Linked DNA regions of Mus musculus: all the other regions are linked to region 1. A link is a contact called in public HiChIP or PLAC-seq and promoter capture Hi-C data. All regions are on one chromosome and are shown on one strand. Each heading gives the region's core, a stretch centred on a gene start, on an enhancer-like site or on the middle of the called end of the contact. The rest is flanking DNA. Distances are from core to core; before and after follow the strand shown. Region 1 holds the start of Rps23 (ribosomal protein S23). Region 2 holds the start of Jmy (junction-mediating and regulatory protein). Region 3 holds the start of Tent2 (terminal nucleotidyltransferase 2). Region 4 holds the start of Edil3 (EGF-like repeats and discoidin I-like domains 3).

Region 1 (2,756 bases), core at 140-2,639:
ATGAGATCTGATGCCCTCTTCTGGAGTGTTAGAAGACAGCTACAGTGTACTTATGTATAATAATAAATAAATCTTTGGGCCTGAGAGAGCAGGGACTGAGCAAATGGAGTTGACCCAAGCAAGCAGGGCCGACCGGGGAGCAGAGGTCCTAAAATTCAATTCCCAACAACCACATGAAGGCTCACATCCATCTGTAGAGCTACAGTGTACTTACATACATAAAATAAACAGATCTAAAAAAAAAAAAAAAAAAAAAAAAAGAATCCCCAGCTTAAATCTAAAGATTTAATATCAGAGGAGAGTTTCAGAAGGCTTTACTGCGGTAAAGTTCTGTTTGTTTGGTTTGTTTGGTTGTTTGGTTGTTTTTGAGACAGGGTTTCTCTGTGTAGCCCTGGCTGTCCTGGAACTCACTCTGTAGACCAGGCTGGCTTCAAACTCAGGAATTCACCTGCCTCTGCCTCTCAAGTGCTGGGATTAAAGGCATGCACCACCATGCCCAGCTGTAAAGTTCTGTAATGCCCAGGCTTTCAGAACCACTGTTGCTTTTTTTTTTTAATCTCTCAGTTCAATTGACAAGAGAACCACCTTTCACTTCTGGAAGGCTGTATCCTATGCTAAATATAGGCTCCCAGCTCAAATGTAACCTACAGGGATACCTTCTTAAAGTCCACCCCTTCACTAAAAAGCTTCATTTTTCTATAACATTTGTCAGTGTGTAAAGATATTTTTTTATATTTATAGGCTCTGTCCCTTTACCTAGAATATAAACTTAACGAGAAAAATCTTCGTTCTCTTAACTGCCAAATATCCAGTGCAAAGACATTAAAATTTTCATTTTTATGTGACTCAACATCCCAGAAAAACTACAGGAAAGATTCGGGTTGTAAAGGTACTAGAATTAAGCAAGGACGCACAACCAACAAATGTCAGCTCACTGTTTAAAGCTCAAGTCTGGCTAGAAACAACAACAACAAAAATAATCGATTTTTCATCACTGAATCATTGCCTCACTAAAATTTACAATTTACTGACGCTGGGAACCTCCTACTCCGTCCAGCCCCACCCCGCTCCGCCCTTTCCGAATTAGCACCGCCCAGCCCTGGGCCTGAGGTGTGGGGGGGTGGGGGGGTGGGTTGAGGGAGTTGCAGAGGACGCCTGCGCAGTGAGCAGTTAGCGCAAAGATTTCTGGGATTGGTAGTCCGTATTCCTCTAGCCTTGTCATTTGCCTGAAAAGGAAATAACAGCGTAAATGAAATTGCTTTGGATTTGATACATATTAAACAAAACTCTGTGTCTCACAAAAGTGGAGGCACTGAATCGTTTCCTCCACCCACACACTCCCCGGTACAGGCGCCGCTTGGACAGCCGCACGGGGCCTTCGGCTGGGCGGGGCTTCCCGCAATGCCTTGTGGGTCCTTCCTGCACCTCCTCTCTCTTTCTCTTGGGCCCGTGGCGCCGGCAAGATGGGTGAGCTGTGCGGGGCTGGGCTGAGGGGCCGCCGCAGGGCTCTAGAGCTCGGGATACGGCCTATCGTGGGGAGATAGAGCGGAGAGTAGGGCTGTAACCGGGCGGAGGTCGGGAGAAGGGGCGCCGTCCCGCGGGCACGTGGCCATACGGAAGAGTTCCTGCGGCCTTCGGGCGGCCTTGCCGGGACCCATTACCCTGGAAATTTAAGTAAGCGTAAAGGCCCCAGCCTGGGTTTGTGTGCAGCTCCGAGTTAGGGGATTTCGAGGGTAATTGGCCCACGTGCTAAGAGGAGCCACAGGTCTCTGGCGCAAACGTCCCTTCTGCTGAAGCTCGTGTGCGGAAGCGCGGGCTCGGTTTGCGGAGCATTCAGTGATGTGTGTTTTTTAGGCAAGTGTCGTGGTCTCCGAACTGCCCGGAAGCTCCGCAGTCACCGACGGGACCAGAAGTGGCATGACAAACAGTACAAGAAAGCCCACTTGGGCACAGCCCTGAAGGCCAATCCGTTTGGGGGTGCCTCTCATGCAAAGGGAATTGTGCTGGAAAAAGTGTAAGTCAAAAGCTGCGCGCTAGAAGCGATGGTTTACCGTAGTTGAGAACGAAGTAGTTCTTCAAAAGTCGCAAAAGATCCTGAGCCTGCGTTGGTTGGGGTTTTTATAAGGAAAAAATGGGAAATGTGCTTGTTTATGTTCGGCCAGGGATGAGATTACTAAAGTTTTTAATTTCGGCTGTAGTCTGGAAGGAATGGAAGAAGTAAAAGTAATATAGTACATACTAAAGCATACATTGAACAGTTGGGGGGGGGGCTATACCTTAAGCAGCTGGTACATTCTTAGTATCTTTTTGGAGTTGAGAAAATTCCTTTTCTGGCATGTTTCTGGTGCATTGGCTTTTTAGAGTGATGATTTTTTTTTTTTGTGTGTGGCGTTCACAAATTTCGCAACAAGAGTTTGAATCCTCATTTTTACCACTCCAGTGGCGCTAAAGTTCGATTTTGCCTGTAAAAACTTCATTAAAATAGTGGCATCTGCAGGATTTGAGACTGGATTGACTAGGAGCTGCTTCTACTTTTATTCTTAATCGAATTTTAAAAACCTTACTGACTTCACATGTGCCATTGATATTGCAGAGGGGTTGAGGCCAAACAGCCAAATTCTGCCATCAGGAAGTGCGTCAGGGTGCAGCTCATTAAGAACGGGAAGAAGATCACAGCGTTCGTGCCCAATGATGGCTGCCTGAACTTCATTGAGGTGACTTATTTTATTTCTTTTAATATTTAATTTGCCAGGTGG
Region 2 (2,756 bases), core at 166-2,665, 2.6 Mb after region 1:
TCCGTCTCGGTGAAAAGAACCTGAGAAAGGATCTTCCAGCCACACGTGTCCAGGCCGTGGCCCAGGTATACCTGGAGTTGGTAACATAGAGCGTCGATCTCCTGCTCGGTCATCTCGGGGGCGCCCCCAAACAGCACCGTCCACATGCCTGACGGCTCTTCGGGGAACACCGGCAGACACGGCTCCAGCTGGGAGTTTACCGAGCACAGCTGCTGATGCACGGCTCGCAGATCCTGGAAGGAGAAAAGCCCGGCCCAGCTGCATTCTTCGGCCGGAGACTCCAGCTCCGCGGCAGACGGCGGCTGCTCCGAGTCCGGGAGCGGCTGTGGCGCCTCGTCCTCCCTCACCATTTCCAGGACCTCGATCTCCTCGGAGACCGCCCCGGAGGCACTCACCACCCGCACCGACGACACCGGGGGCACCGGGGGCGCCGGCGGGGCTGGCGTGGCACTGGCGGTCGCATCTCGGGATTCGGCGCTTCTGCGGAGCGGGCTGGCCTTAGCCCGCGCGGGGCTACGGAGAGGACTCTCCGGTCCTCTGCCCGCGGGACCCCGAGGAGGATCCCCCTTCAGGCTGCGCGCGCTGCGCGGAGAGCCGCCCTCGGCCCAGGCCTGGCTTTTCCGTGGCCCGGGACTCCGGAGCGCTGCTGTAGCAGAGGCAGCGGCCTCTGACCGACCCCTGGCCGCGGGGCTGCCCGGACCGCGACTCCCATCAGACGCGGGCGTCCCCGCCTGTTCCCGGGAACCGCTCCTCTGTCTCTGGGCCGTCCGGTTGTGACAGGTTATAGCAAACTTGCCTTCGATCTCGTTCCAGGCCACAATGAACACAAACTTGTGCTTCTCGCGCTCGTCGAATACGTGGGGCCGCACCGCCACCCAGTCGGACTCGAGTGTCTCCTCCAGCGCGAACGACATGGTAGCTCCGGTGCCCGGCGAGGGGGGTCGCCCGCCCGGCCGAGTCTCCGCGGTGGCCGCGCCCCCAGCTCACCCTTGCGGGGCGCCTGCAGCCATCTTAGCGCGCCGGCCGCTCACCCACCGGCTCCTTTGTGGTGCGGCTCTCAGAAGAGACAATACGCGGCCCGGAGCAGGTAGTTCACATGGTCACGTGCGGCCGGATCTGTTTACAAGCCGCTCGCTGCCGCAGCGCAGGGCCCTGGGCCGCCGGACCGGCCTGCGCGGAGCCGCGGGGCTGCGTGCTGAGGCGCGCGTCCGCCGCTCGCCCGCCGGGGCCTACCTCCCCGCCGCCCCTCTGCCCCCGGCCAACAGCGCCCAGCCAGCCAGAACCAGAACCAGAAAGCAGACTCCTAAAGCGCTAGTCTCAGCGTCGCCACAATGTTGCCATTCGGCTGTGACGTCTGCGGCTCCACGAGGGACGTAAACACGGGCACGTGCGGCACGCTGCTGACGCGGCGGCGGCAGCAGCGGCAACGGGAGCGGCGGCGCGCGTCCCGCCCGCCCGGCGGCGCCCCGCCCCCCTCCGCGTCCCTCCAGCCGCGCCTGCGCGCCGCCGCGTTCCTGGCCCCAGCCCTGCCCCCTTTTTCCCGGCCCGGAGTCTGTGGCTGCGGGATGACGCTTTTCTGCAAGATGAGAGACTGGTGTGCCCGGCCGCACAGGTTGCTTTGAACCCCCGGCAAGAGGAGCAAAGGCAGAGGGACTCTGAGACTTTGTTCAAGGACCTTGATGTAGCCCTCCTTCACCCTAAGTGAATCTGGATCGCCAACTGTGTTCAGACGCGTCCTAAACAGTCCGGGAACTCTGCCTTGCTTTACAAGGCTAAGCCAAAGGGTTCCATTCTCCCCTGACATCCTTCAGACACAATTTAAGTTAGACATGTATGCAAAACAACTCAGGAGAATACGAAAACAGTAGGAAAATTCAGTCACGTCCTAAAGAGCGTGAACATTTGTCTCAATTTATCCTTCTTTTATTGCTTCGGCTTTCCTCGTTGTGTACTGTTCTGAGAATCTCTTTGGGCAGTCACTGCACTAAAGTTTTGACATTGTATTCAGTTATCAGAGTTCCCAGAAAGCACAAACAAAAAGTTTTTATCAGCCTGGCAAGGCAGTGCATAACTATAATCCCAACACTTGGTGAGTAGAGGCAACCAGATATGGTAATTCAAGGCCAGCAGGGGCTACAAAAGACCTTGTTTCAAAAACCAGCCAGAAAAATCCAATTATTCATACTAAATTGTGTTGAAACATTCCTAATATTGTCTAGTAGGTTTATAATCCACTTTATATTATTGGCGTCATCTTTCCTGTCAGTGTCTAAGGCATCAAGCAGGCACTAATGTATAATAGGAATTAGTTCTTTTACTTTAAGCCACATTTCTAAAACGTGTGAAAATCATCTGAGTCACCCTCACGTTGTCAGCTACACACAGTTTTGTATTGGCCTGACATCTAAATTGATAGTCAAAAGTTTTAGACCTATCTCTTGGCTGAACTTTTTTTTTTGTTTTGGTTTTGGTTTTTTGGAGACAGGGTTTCTCTGTGTAGCCCTGGCTGTCCTGGAACTCACTTTGTAGACCAGGCTGGCCTCGGACTAAGATATCTGCCTGTCTCTGCCTCCCAAGTGCTGGGATTAAAGGCGTGTGCCACCACCGCCTTGCTGAACATTTTAAACTTTAAACATCTGCTTTGAAACCCATGCCTACTCTTGGACCAAACACACACACACACACACACACAGCAAGATTCAGAAAAAGATAAAAATGACTTCAACCTTTTGGAATTCTTATAATGAGCTGCATAT
Region 3 (2,756 bases), core at 73-2,572, 2.3 Mb after region 1:
TCTTCACCAAGATTCCTGAGAAAGTAGCAATTTCCTACAAGAACTGCATGGCTTAATCAAGTTATGTGTGCACTCTAAGTGTCTTGGATCAGTTCTTTGTTCTACAACACAAGTGTAACTCCCAGATCCTGCTCAGCATGCACTGTCAAAACCACCTTCAGGCTCTGAACAGAGCATTCTTTTTATTAAAAATTAAATTCCATCTAAGAGTTTCACAGAGTCTGTGTATTTCTCGAACACATACAATTGGGGCAATTCACACCAACCAGTGTTTCTATTACAGGTTACTAATCAGTACAGATTAACCGTGTTAATAGCTGTTAACACAGCAAAGCCCTATAGTACTAAACTATGTACTATGATGGTAGTGTGACTTCACAAAAACCATACGCTAAACACGTTAAATTTCCAATCCTGTTTGACCTGCACAATTTTTCCTCTTCCTCTTATCAACAAACTAATTACTTTAAACAACGCTCAAATAGGGCAAAACAAGAAACTTAAATCACAGATACCAGGAAACACATTGCCCCTTGTGTTCTTAAGCAGTTAAAGAAAGGAGAGCCCAACCACAAATATGACTAGGAAAAGTGAATTCGACCATCAGCCAGTCCTGACCTGACTGAGATGACTCCATGCTGTTTAATTGTCTCAGAGATAAATGCCTTCCACAAGAGTTCGTTAATTTAGACATTTACCTTGGGTCTCCACTGCCTTTTGGAACTCCAAGAGGGAGTATCAAGACAGTCTTACTCTTTCGGTCTAGGGAGTGAGGAGAGGGCGGGAGGCGACATGAGAACTAGCGAGAAGACAGATCAGAGAAAGGCCAACATTCTTCCCAAAGTCCGGCGGCCTGGGAACGCCCCTAATCCAGGGAGCTCCGGGGGAGCGCCAGGCTCTCCCGCGCAAAACACAGCGCCAGTCTCAGCCAAGTTTCACGCGCCCGGCCGGGGACCGGGGCCTGCACTCGTGCATCCCCACCGAAGCCCTGAAACTCACCGGCGTCCACGCCGAAGGGCCGAGCGGGGCCCAGCGGCACTGCCCGCCAACACGCTCCCAGGCCGGAGCTGCCGCCCGAGCAGGCAGAGGTAGGAGCAGCCAGCGGCCCGGCGCAGCGAGGCCCAGCTCGGGCGGGCAGGGCGGCGGAGAGTCACGAGCCTAAGGCCAGGCCCGCGCGGCCGTGGAAGGCTGGGGGTGGCGACAACAAAAAGAAAGGGGGGTGGGGGAGGAAAAAAAAAAAAAGGCGGAAGACTAAAAAGTCGCCGAAAAGGCGGCGTAGACAACCCTGTCACAGGACCCGGAAGATCAACGTGACCCCGGAAAGGAATCATCAGCGGGAGCGAAAGGTCAGACTTCCGGCAGCCGACACTGGAGAGCGCGTTTGCTGAGCTGCGCAGGCGCACAGCCCCACCCTGGTCCAGCCAGGGAGTCTGCGGCGGCTGCTGAGATGGTGGCGAGGGAAGGTACAGCCCGGCCCTTCCGCAGGGCAGTAGGCCACCCCGCTCCGCTGGCGCCGCCTCCTAAGTTACGTGCCGCTGGCCATTTCCAGGAGGCCTGTTCTGTCCATGGAGGGCCTTCCAGGAGATATCCAAAACCAACCTTCCCATTGCTGGAAAGATCAGTATGAAATCGTGGGTGATGTTCTCCTCAACAACAAACAAACAAAAACAGTTTCTTGGAGACAAAATCATGCCTCTAAGGCCCCCAAAACCACCCACACATTACCCTGCCCTAGCTCGCACTCACTTGTCTAACAAATACCCACCATTGTTTCTCATTGAGAGAACTTTAGTATCTGGTGAAACTGTCTAAACTGCTTGATTTATTGATGAATATCTGTAAACAATAGCCCTGTTTTGTCCCCGTAGAATCTGACCGTTCCCAATCCCGAAAGTAATGATTTGTTTACTGCTTTTTGGTTTTCTTGTTATTTATTCTGGGTTTTTTTCCCCCATTGTTTTTAGTTTGGTTGTTTTTTTGTTTTTGTTTTGTTTTTGTTTTGTCGGGACAGGGTTTCTCTGTATAGCCCTGGCTGTCCTGGAACTCACTTTGTAGACCAGGCTGGCCTCGAACTCAATAGTTATTCAATTTTTAATTTTTCTACCTTAATTCACAAACTGAGGTCATTTCTGTGATAATACTTAGAGTCGTTTGATAACTTACTATATGAATAATAACTTAACTGAATCCCACTTATTTCGATAAAGAGTTTTCGTTTCACTTGACTTGCAAAGTCTTTATAAATTATATTTGAATCATTTAAATAATTTTTTAAAAAACTTGTCACGTGCTTCCGAGTATCATCTGATGTGGTAAATGTTAATTGTGCTTTGGTAATAAAGTATGTTCAGTTATTGTGTAGAGTATTTTATAAATGTCAGTTAAGTTGATCTTCAACATGGCTCTGGTTTCCTGTCTTGCTTGTCTTTTCGGGCATAAAAAGGGCATATAAGAAGGCTAGGGCCAAGACAGGTGTGGTGGTGCACGCCTTTAATCCCAGCACTTGGGAGGCAGAGGCAGGCGGATTTCTGAGTTCAAGGCCAGCCTGGGCTACAGAGTGAGTTCCAGGACAGCCAGGGCTACACAGAGAAACCTTATCTCGAAAAACCTAAAACAAACAAACAAAAATGTCAGCCTATCATGTATGAGTCTCTGGGTTCAATACCCAGCACTGAAAAAGTACTGAAATATGGCTATAATTATGGCTCATTCTCTATTTCTTTTCTGTCTGTCAGCTGCTACTGCCCTTATTTATC
Region 4 (2,756 bases), core at 147-2,646, 2.1 Mb before region 1:
CTACACTGGGGGCATTGAGCTTTCACAGGACCAAGGGCTTCTCCTCGCATTGATACCTAACAAGGCCCTTCTCTGCCACATATATGGCTGGAGTCATGGGTCCCTCCATGTGTATTCTTTGGTTGATGGTTTAATCCCTGGGAGCTCTGGTTAGTTTTTTAAACATGTATTGTCACCCTCTCACTCAGCATGGGAAACATGTTTTATTGTGGTTGGTGTTTTGCCCATATTACACATTACTTCTCTCTCTTGCCCTCATTTGGTTTTATTTCTCAATTGGTTTGCATGTCCTCCCACCCTTGATATCACTCCAGACAGAGAGATGGTACAAGATGAGGTTCCAAGGACTTGAGGAAGAAATAAAGAAGTTTCATGGTTGTCTCCTTTCAGCATCTAATCCTGAGAGTGACAATTTTCTTCATTTCTTCAGTTTCTCTACGCATGTGTTTATATCCTCCTATCTCCCTTCCTAATGGTGACTCGGGGAGGGCAGAGAACCCTGTTTCATTTTGGTACTTGGTACCACAGGAATTGAATCTACAGTAAGCAATCATTCTAACTGAAAAACAGGGGAGAAAGTACAATTGTAAGCCAGAGGCTTTATTTTCAGTTCAATCACTTTCAGTGCAAAATAAGCCCATTTATTTTAGTTTTGGTGAAGAACAGCGAAATTTGATCCACCTGAGTGATGTGTCAAGAATCTGCTCTTTCCTCTGTTTTTCTATGACTTCCTTCATGTGAAACAGATGTCCTGCTTACATGCCTCCCACTTGCTTATGCCCTTTCTCCACTGAGAGCAGATGAGCCCACAACCTTTCTCTTCAGCCCTGAGCAAACTGATTTGCAGGCAGAACAACAGAGCAGCAGCCTGTCTTGCCTGTCTGGCTCCTGACTAAATCGTGACTCCTGAGAAACTGAGACTTCTTTTAGCAGTCTTGGGTCTCACCAAGCTTGAGGCTCCTAGAGCCACTTTGTGAAATCTCTTAACTTCCTTTCCTGGCAGTCCTGAAGTTCAGTGGACTCTTTTGTACACTTAACCATAAAACCAAACCTGGAACCAACACTTTCGGACATCTATCGTATTCCCTTAACCTTAGAGTTTGCATCTTAGGTGGAGAAGATGTGGAACTTAGCAGATAGTGGCAGGTATCAGTCAGGGTGTGGCTGCGGCTGCCTCCCTTTCTCTTCCAGCAGAAGGAGCCACCTTCCAAAGCTGGGGGAGAGAGAGAGAATGGGGGGGAGAGGAAGAGAGAGGGAAGGAGGGAGAGAGAGAGAGAGAGAGAGAGAGAGAGAGAGAGAGAGAGAGAGAGAGAGAGAGAGAGAGAGAGAGAGAGATTGGAGAAGGCAATAAGAAGAGGGAGGGTAGGGGGGCGGGCCGCCGGGGGCGCCCAAAGCCAGCTAGGCTCAGTCTCACACGCGCGCCGCCACTGTTTGTACACAGTGCGCTCCTGGCCTCAGGCTCGCTCCCCTCCAGCTCTCGCTTCATTGTTCTCCAAGTCAGAAGCCCCCGCAGCCGCCGCGGCAGCAGCGTGAGCCGTAGTCACTGCTGGCCGCTTCGCCTGCGGTGCGCGCACGGAAATCGGGGAGCCAGGAACCCAAGGAGCCCGCGCTCCGCCCGCTGTGCCTCTGCTAGGACCCACTCGCAGCCCCAGCCTCTCTCAAGCGCACCCACCTCCGCGCACCCCAGCTCAGGCGAAGCTGGAGTGAGGGGTGAATCACCCTTTCTCTAGGGCCACCACTCTTTTATCGCCCTTCCCAAGAATTTGAGGAAGCGCTGCGGGAGGAAAGACGTCCTCTTGAATCTCTGACAGGGCGGGGTTTACTGCTGTCCTGCAGGGCCGCCTCGCCTACTGTGCCCTCCGCTACGACCCCGGACCAGCCCAGGTCACGTCCGTGAGAAGGGATCATGAAGCACTTGGTAGCAGCCTGGCTTTTGGTTGGACTCAGCCTCGGGGTGCCCCAGTTCGGCAAAGGTGAGGTGGCTGGGCAGGGGTCCCTGGATGAGGGACGGGCGGGGAGCACCTTTGGAAATGCCGCTCAAGGGGCCACAGTGGGTCCTCAGTGCGTGCACGGCGTGAGGAGCGCTACGAAAGAGGCGATGCTCCCTGGATACCCTGCCAAAGTGCTAGCAAAGTCCGTGTGGAGTGCCCCAGGCTGAGCCTGGGAAGAGGGTGCGATCTAGAAAATAAGAAGATTGAGGGGGTGTGAAGGGGTTGTCTTCCTAGGCTTTTTTTTTGCTAGTGATTCCCTGCGCGACCCCTGACTAGCAAATATCAATGTTCTTGGCCGATGACAGCGGACAGGGTTGTGAGGTTGTGATAGAGACCTGACAGAGCTAAGTGTGCTGGGCCATCATCTAGTAGGTGCTAGAATAGCCTGGATAACCACCGGGCGGTAAGCTGGATGCAGTGCTCTGGTGCAGGGACAGGGGTGGGGGTGGGGGTGGGGGCTAAGGGGTCTGTCAACCTGGACCCGATATTGAGAGTTCATACTGCCAATGAGAAAGAGAGAGGTCTACTAAGTCGCTAGCTTTCTCCCCAACCCTCCTCTTGGGCGCGTGACTTCAATTACAACAGCTCAAACAACTCTCTTCTCCTCCAACCCCAGGGGGCTTGAGCATTATTTTGTACTCCCTCTGGGTAAGACCTTAACTCTTGGTAATAGATGGCTGTGATGTGCAAACCAACCTTCATGCGTCCCTGGCCCAGGAGCCAAAAAGTTGTTCAGATTTGTCTACCTGTGCCTTTCATGGTTTG

The links. Promoter capture Hi-C pulls out the DNA fragments that hold promoters and counts their contacts. HiChIP or PLAC-seq counts read pairs in DNA pulled down with a chosen protein or histone mark.
Region 2: a contact with region 1 is called in an H3K27ac HiChIP or PLAC-seq map of thymic regulatory T cells, with 7 times the contacts expected there. The contact joins the promoter of Jmy here to the promoter of Rps23 in region 1. A contact is called at or near these places in 1 of 39 promoter capture datasets (pre-B cells) and 1 of 115 datasets of contacts at active chromatin or transcription factors (thymic regulatory T cells).
Region 3: a promoter capture Hi-C map of embryonic stem cells shows a contact between it and region 1, with 5 times the contacts expected there. The contact joins the promoter of Tent2 here to the promoter of Rps23 in region 1. A contact is called at or near these places in 2 of 39 promoter capture datasets (embryonic stem cells and pre-B cells).
Region 4: a contact with region 1 is called in a promoter capture Hi-C map of hippocampal neurons, with 5 times the contacts expected there. The contact joins the promoter of Edil3 here to the promoter of Rps23 in region 1. A contact is called at or near these places in 4 of 39 promoter capture datasets (the C10 cell line, embryonic stem cells, hippocampal neurons and 1 more) and 1 of 115 datasets of contacts at active chromatin or transcription factors (bone marrow-derived dendritic cells).

Annotation. Positions count from the first base shown.
Region 1 is chr13:90,921,733-90,924,488 of GRCm38.p6, forward strand. It overlaps Rps23 (ribosomal protein S23), which reads left to right and starts at 1,390. Exons shown (of 4, transcript NM_024175.3): 1 at 1,390-1,467; 2 at 1,855-2,014; 3 at 2,594-2,714. The coding sequence starts at 1,464.
Region 2 is chr13:93,498,393-93,501,148 of GRCm38.p6, forward strand. Jmy (junction-mediating and regulatory protein) reads right to left here and starts at 1,416. Exons shown (of 11, transcript NM_021310.3): 1 at 1-1,416. The coding sequence starts at 914.
Region 3 is chr13:93,191,095-93,193,850 of GRCm38.p6, forward strand. It overlaps Tent2 (terminal nucleotidyltransferase 2), which reads right to left and starts at 1,323. Exons shown (of 15, transcript NM_133905.3): 1 at 1,000-1,323.
Region 4 is chr13:88,820,076-88,822,831 of GRCm38.p6, forward strand. Edil3 (EGF-like repeats and discoidin I-like domains 3) reads left to right here and starts at 1,397. Exons shown (of 11, transcript NM_001037987.3): 1 at 1,397-1,973. The coding sequence starts at 1,907.